Linked DNA regions of Mus musculus: region 1 is linked to region 2. A link is a contact called in public Micro-C data. All regions are on one chromosome and are shown on one strand. The core of a region is the stretch at or near the end of the contact, and the rest is flanking DNA. Distances in the headings are between cores, read along the strand shown.

Region 1 (4,141 bases), core at 844-3,343, 450 kb after region 2:
TGTGCTAAATAAAACTCACTTTGTGGGAACATGATCTCTGAGCTGTCTTTGCCTGTGGGTCTCACTTTAAGATACTGAATAAAAATGATGGCAGAGGGCTGATGAGATAGCTCAGACGTTAAAGAACCTGCTGTTCCAACATGAGGACCTGAGTTCAAACCCCCGTAGCCCACGTAATGTTGGATGCAGTAGTGCCCCCTAATATAAGCCTTAGAGGCTAATTCAGGAGAATGCCCCAGAAGTTTACCAATCAACTAGCCTGACCTCCAGAGTGGCACACAAGAGACCGTGTGTCAAACACAGTGGGAAATGAAACCTGATACCAGAGGTTGTCCTCTGATCTCCACAGGCATACAGAGCACATGAACACTCACACATACACATACATACAAATATTTTGTAAGTGCTGGCTGAAGGTTCTCACTGAAATATAGCTTCATTCGGATCCAAAGATTTTGCTTTTGGGATTTTAAAGTTGCTTATTTGAAGATGTGCTTCTCCGGGCTCAAGAATCTTGCTTCTACCTCTCAACTTAATATTATTGTTGAGTCAATTCTGGGACCCAGTTCTCCAGTTAATATTTATTCAACAAACCTTGTAGTTTATTTCCTCAAGATTGTAAACCAAGGTTCTGTTTCAATATAAAAAGAAGAAAAAAGTACACGAATATACTGAATCTCGGAATCTCATTTTTTGCCTCTTCTCGCCAGCCTTTGTCTTGAAGATGTAGAAAGGCAATCACACTGGCTGGCGTGTGTCGAGCTTTCGCAGTCCTTGCACACCATCTGGTGGCAGAGCTGGATGCTGAGAACATGAGAAATGGTCAGTAAAGGAGGCAAATTAAGCTTAAGGAGGACAAAAGACTGAAAATAGAAAAAAGAGGCATGGTGGGCGGGAGGGGGGATGACACAGAGGTCATTCATATGTGTTGGGTGTGTGTCAGCTATGAGTAATAGGCAAATCAAAAGGGTGGCCACCAAGAATAGCCTTATGGTCATTTGTGTAAAACTTTAAAGTTCTCTTCACAAAAAAAAATTTATCATAAGAGTGTTAATCATCCACCTATATGGCACAATAACATTTATTGAAAGGGAGGAACAATGAAAAAAAAGAAAGTTAGGATAGGTAGGCTTTTTCTCCATTGAGTAGCTTCAAAATCACACACACACACACACACACACAAACACACACACACACACACACACACAAGATAGAGAAGATAGGTGTTAGATAGATAGACAGAGAGACAGACAGACAGACAGCCAAGCACAGTGCAGACACCTATGATCCTAATACTTCAGATGTGGAAGCAGGAATTCAAGGTCAGCTCTATAAGACCCTGTCTCAAAAACAACAATAACAATTCTTTTTACTGGGGCTGGAGAGATGGATCAGTGGTTAAGAGCCACTGACTGCTCTTCCAGAGGCCTTGAGTTCAGTTCCCAGCAACCACATGGTGGCTCACAACCATTTGTAATAGAATTTGATGGCCCTTTCTGGTGTTTCTGAAGACACTTACAGTTACCCATATGCATAAAATAAATAAATTTTTAAAAATCTTTTTATTACAGTAGAGCTATACAGTGTTAATAAAGTAAGAACCATCAGCCACCAAGGAAAGAAAACAAGAAAGGGGGGGGGAGGGAGGGAGGGAGGGAGGGAGGGAGGGAGGGAGGGAGGGAGGGAGGGAGGGAGGAAGGAAGGAAGGGAGGAAGGAAGGAAGGGAGTCGTCATACCAAGAGACAGGACAAGAAACCTGAGTGGATGGAATTATGTCAGCCAAGCATTCACATGTTGACGTTCTAAACTGAAGAACCTCAGAATTTTATCTTCTATAGAGACAGATTTGCTGCTAGGAAAAGTCAGTTAAAATGAAGCCAAACTGATAAGAGTGTGGACTACCACCACCTAGTATCACCAGACTGGTGGACTCATAAATTCGACCATTTTGGGCCCAGCTACTTGCACACTGTCATGTGAAGATAAAGGCAGAGATTGTGGCAATACTGAAGGCTGCTGGCAAACCATAAAGGCCTGGGCCAAGAGCACAGCATGGTTCATCTGAGTTCCCAGAAGGAGCCAGCCCTGACTGCCCATTCCTTATCTTCTTGCAGCGTGTGAGTCGGTACGTCTGTTGCTGATGTCATCTGGCTCACGCTTCTTGGCTATAGCAGGCCAGCAGACTAATCAAACTCTGCCTCTCACTTTGAATTCTACAACTTTCTTTTTTTCTGTTTTAAAAATTATCGCTGAGCACTGGTAGATCCAGTAGAACTCAGGAAGCAGAGCTAAGTGGATCTCAAGTTCTACAGCCTGGTCTACAGAGCAAATTCTAAGACAGACAGAGGGTTAAACAGAAAAACTGTCTCGATAAAAAAAAAAAAAAAAATTAAACCGGGCAGTGGTGGCACACGCCTTTAATCCTAGCACTTGGGAGTCACAGGTAGGCAGATTTCAGAATTCGAGGCCAGCCTGGTCCTACAGAGTAAGTTAGTTCCAGGACAGCCAAGGCTACGAAGAGAAACCCTGTCTCCAAAAACAAAACCAACAAACAAACAAACAAAAACAAAACAACAAGAACAAAAAACTAATATATATATATATATATATATCATTATTTTCTAATTTGTTATAAGTCAACATCATAAAAACAAATCAACCTCATTCCTGGAATAAAATCAACAAATCAACAGACTTCATTCAACTTAGCAAATATTTATTATCTACCAGACTGACATATTTTTTAATGGAATAACCATTTTCTAGACTCATAAAATGAAAAGAACATTTATCAGGCAAAACTAAAACACCTACAAACCATTGTACCTTAAAACTTTAGAAGTTCTCCATGAACATGAGTATAAAGATAATCAACAAAATATGAGCAAATCAAATCTACTACAAGTGGGATTATAGCCCATGAATAAGCTAGATTTAGTCCAAGGACACAAGTTTGGCTTAACAATTTTTAATCAATTCATCCATCACACGAATACCCTACAGAATTAAAAAAAAAAAAAACACTATCATATCAACAGACACAGTAAATTCACTGCAAAAATCCAGCACCCACACATAGGAATGCTCAGCACATTAAGAATAGGAGGCTATGTTTTTAATCTAATAAAGACCCAGTACAGAAAAACCAACAGCTAACATTATACTACGGTCATAAACTAGCCAGTGGCTCTTGATATGGATCCATGGCAAGAATGGCCTCTATCACCACTACTTTTCTCTATTGATTGCATTAGGTAGAATGCCTAACTAATGAAGTAAGACAAAAAAGGGAACTGAAAGGAATATATGCTAGAAAAGTAGAGAAGTTAAGAGCCAGAGAACTTAGGACCATAACCTAGATGGCTCAGCAATAAGCAATAAAGTTAGAAAGATCTGTGTACTCAGAGCCAAGGGCTCTTTGCGCTCAATGAACTAGACCAATGTTTCTTGCTAACTACTCTTCAACTATTACTATTCTTCACCTCTTACATATGCAAATAATTACAGTCGTGTCTTATGTAGGTCTCTGGTCTTGAGACCTACATATAGTCTCTATGGTCATATGGTATTTAATGACTGACATGTCTGGAGTATATACCAGACACTATGTTAAGCATTTCACATGTAGTATCTTATTTAATTAATATGACTCAAATTGAAAGATGTGGGTGTTATTACTCAACTCAATTAAAAAGAAACCTGGAACTATCAAAGTTGAGTATGTTGATGTTATTTCAATTAACTGCCTATAACTCTAAGACTCTGAAGACAGCCTTTAAAACCAGAACCCATTTTCTAAGCAGCTCTACATTGATTCCTGAGGCATGAGCAAAAAATACATGCACTGGCACCAAGTCTTGTCCATTTTTAATGTCAATGTTTGATAAAGTCAATCTTTATAAGATGGAGACAGCTCTCAAGCCTCAATCTACCCGATACCAGAGATTACTAGGTTGATTATGGAAGCAAGCAAGGGAGGACCAGAGACCTCAAAGGGCTTCTTAGAGATCATAGAGATAAACAGAACTGAAGACACAGTGACATTGGTCCTGATCACCCACATCACAATTACTGCATACCTCAGAAGAGTCAAAGAGACGGGCGGGGACACGCCACCTAAAATCTCTTGAACAACCAACTT
Region 2 (3,673 bases), core at 275-2,774:
TCAATAATACTCACTGAGGTATTTTCAATTACACTGTTATTACTCTTCCCTTTAAAAGTTTCTCAAATTTTAGTGTTTAAAATAATCATTTAAGGAGTTTGTTAAAAATGTACATTTTCCAAGCTCTATTCCTGGAGATTCTGAATGGGAGAAAGTAGATCACCAGCCAAGAATCTGTTTTGAAAACAAGAAGGTAGACATGCATTGGACCACCTCTGAGCAACTCTGCTCTAGATAAGTGGTCCATGCATAGGAAAGCAGGTATACAGAATACAGTTACTTCAAGTTAATTTTTTATTTTTTTAACATCTGCCAGGCCCTGTGATTCAGCTTTTTGGAGATGATTTTAACACATGATACCTTTCCAGAGATGCTGTGATCAAACTTTAGTCATAGACATGATGCCTACTCAGTGCTTGTTATAAGTTTGATCATTTTTACAGTTTCTCTTGTAAGAAAACAGAAATGATGGAAATAACAAATTGTTGCAGCTCAATGTTATTCTCAGCTTAGTCATACCCAGAACTATAAGTTCTCACTTCAATGAACAGAATCTCCAGAACTTTCAAGTCTGCTTCCTGTAATTTTCACCTCCTGCCCTTTGATGCTAACTTTAAATATGTTGGCAGCTAATAACCTGAGAGGGGTCTGCCTGTGTAGCCTATCACAAAAGAACTGGTAGCATTGTAATTTGGTTTCATCATTGCCAAGAAGATCTGTTGATATTGGGGAAGGAGGCTGTTAAGAACTCCCAAAATGTCCTAATCTTTGAGAAATTAAGCAGTGGAGGTCAAAGTGGGGGAAAGGAGATAATGTCATGTTTATTTTAGGATAAGACCAAAAAACTATTTCACAAGGAAGATATGTGCTGAGTCTTCATGGCAACTATAAACATGTCATTCAACTGAGTCTCTATGGCAACCACTGATGTGTCACTCAGCTTTTACTATAGACTAAAGAAAGAGCAGCCCCCTCTGCTTCTTTGTCTTTTGAAGACCTGTAATTGTCTTGTGTACATGGATGCTAAGTCCAGTTTGGAAAATTAAAGTCATTGAACTGTTCTTGAATCCCTACAAAAATACCAAAATGTCCATAAGAAATGTTGAAGAAGACAGCAAATAAATTAGATTTAGAAGGTATAGGTTTTAGTTTAGGAACCAGAACCCAACTTCCTAGAGTGTCAAGGATTTAAATTGACATTCTGTTCAACAAAGGTTGTTAAGAATATTGGCTATGAGTCAGACTCCTAAGGACTTAATATCTCCTCTGCTACCTCTGACTGATAAACTTGTGTAAATTGTTGCCTCTAAGCCCCATGTCCTTATTTGAAAAGGGAAATAACAACAATACATATTGTACTAAAGAAGTAAATGACACCAAGTGAGGGAACAAAGATTCCATAAACATAATGGTTGAACAAACAAATGTTTCCCCAATTACAAGGACATTAAACAGCTGTAGCTATGGAGACATGACTCACATTTGAGTGTATGAAGCTTCTCCCAACCACTGCTTCCGCTTCATCCCGACAAAAAGTAATCATGATTGTTGGTTCAATGTCAACATTTCCTTAAAAGGAGGCTGTGTCTCTCTATGTATTAAGGAGATGAGGCAAGGAGTCAGGGGAAATGAATCAGTGGAGCGAAGTTAATAATGAAGTTTCTGCAGAAATTAGAGAGTTAATCCATTACTGTTAGGTACATTAGAAAAGTAAGATTGTGGATAAGCATATATTTTGCTTTTTCTGTATAGTTTCTATGAAATGTAAGTGAAAGATTTCAAGTATTTTAAAACTATATTTGGTGTCTAGACCAATTGCTCTCTGCCTTAATACAGTTCTTGAACTATAGCTCTGCAGAATTAGTAGTAGGAGTTTTACAACTTGTGATAGAAAAACTTAAATCCAGAGAAACGGCTAAATCTACTTAGACTTTTATGTGTGCTAAATCCCACCTTTGGATGAAACACAAAGAATAGAGATATATCTTTCTACCTTCTGAAGTCACAAGATATTTCCAAGTGTAACAAAGACCCAGAGCCAGAGGCTATAGGAAGGTTATAGGAAGGAATAGGAAGGCTATTTCTTCTCTTTGGCCTGTGGCAATCTGCTCCAAACTGGAGTCAATCCTTTCACAAGTCCCACTGTGTCAAACTACAACCAGACTTTGTTGGCTAACAACTTCTGACCAGCATTTCTGGTCACTATAGGGTGGCTAAAACTCAAAAAATGGACAAGAGACTTAATATTCTTATATTAAGAAATTTATCAACAGGGATCTTAGTGAGATCCAGGGCCAGGATGGCGACATGGCTAAAGATCCTTAGTAGCACAAAATCAAACTGCTATTTGTCTCCCCTTACTGTTAGACAGCATGCCCTCCCTAAAATTTACTAGTGGTAGATGTTGAGACCATAGGTTTCAAAATGTACCATCTCATGTAAAGATGAGTTAATGTATGACATCTAGGAAAGTACTGCCTAATATTTTGTGGAAATGTCAGGTTGACAGAATGACAACTTTACAAAATAGCTAAGTGCTCAAAGTCACTAGAGAAAAAGGTGTGTTATAGAACAAATGTCAAACCAAATGGGAAATCTACAGATGGGAGAGGAAGTCTAGTCACAGTGGAGGTGTCTCCTAGCTTTTACTAGGAACATGATAGGCTTACTAGACTATTTTTACTCTGTCAATACATTTTATTTGCCAAAGGATAAACTGAAATTTAAAGTAGGACTAATATATATATATAATTAAAATGATAACAATGTGTCAAAGTATTCAAGTTATAAAGGAAAATAAAAATATTTATGGAAAAATATCCAAGAGTGAAGTGTCATTGTACTTTTAAGTATTAATAAGTAACGGAGGATCAACACTTTAAATTATTGAGAATAAGTAAAAACTTAAATGCCAAAAAGATAGAAAATTAAAATTAGAGACAGTAAAAATTAGGGGGCCTAAGACAAGTACTGGACTTTCAATGTTTGGGATTAAAAAAATAAAATTAGAAGCCTAATTAGAAGAAACTAGAAGGTTATAAAATAGTTTTTAAAAAGAAGACATGATAAGCATTAAGAACATCATAAAAGGATTAAGCAATAAAAGTGTGATGTTTCAAATTCATTGACTGAAGAAGTTACAAAGAACATGTGAAACTATGTAAGACAGGGCAAAGATGGCAACGAGGCAAAGCAGAATCAGTCTGGATTACATACTCAAGACATGCAGGGGCAGAGGTACCCTTAAAGCTGTTGGCTCTGTGACTTCAGTTCTCCTTCATGGATGGATGGATTTCTTTTGGGAAACTAAAGAATAGAACCATCATCCCTGGAAACAGCTGAATGGAAGTAAATATTACAAAACCATATGCCTTAGCCAAAAGAGTGATGATATTCCTCTGGTTTGAGCTATATATGACCATGGAATTTGAAGGGACCCACAAAAGACAGACCATGAATGTTTGCTCTTATGTATGAGAGAGAATTTTCTAAACACAACATTGAAGATGAGATGTTCTGGGAAAGAGGACTTGTGGGCATTAAAGGAGTGGGATAGTGGAACTAATTCTCCACACTGAGGAGCACAGAGCATAGAAAGACTGGAGAAATAGACAAAAGCTGGATCACAGATGGTTATAGATTTAAATTTCCACAAAGATGAGGGTGCTATTAT

The links. Hi-C and Micro-C count contacts between places; a contact is called where the count stands out from the background.
Region 1: a Micro-C map of granulosa cells shows a contact between it and region 2, with 2.5 times the contacts expected there. The contact joins two enhancer-like sites. A contact is called at or near these places in 6 of 484 Hi-C or Micro-C datasets (cortical neurons, embryonic fibroblasts, granulosa cells and 1 more) and 1 of 115 datasets of contacts at active chromatin or transcription factors (differentiating embryonic stem cells).

The regions. Positions count from the first base shown.
Region 1 is chr1:79,639,563-79,643,703 of GRCm38.p6, forward strand. All of the region lies in intron 1 of Ap1s3 (adaptor-related protein complex AP-1, sigma 3), which reads right to left. Among named protein-coding and RNA genes, the nearest start is that of Ap1s3, 30 kb to the right of the region's middle. Within about 2 kb of position 2,094, at least 27 of the 459 cell types and tissues checked have an H3K27ac peak or open chromatin away from gene starts, as enhancers often do. A contact at or near this core is called in granulosa cells, where this site is marked.
Region 2 is chr1:79,189,772-79,193,444 of GRCm38.p6, forward strand. The region is part of intron 1 of Gm29536 (predicted gene 29536); the gene reads right to left. Among named protein-coding and RNA genes, the nearest start is that of Gm29536, 33 kb to the right of the region's middle. Within about 2 kb of position 1,525, at least 10 of the 459 cell types and tissues checked have an H3K27ac peak or open chromatin away from gene starts, as enhancers often do. A contact at or near this core is called in granulosa cells, where this site is marked.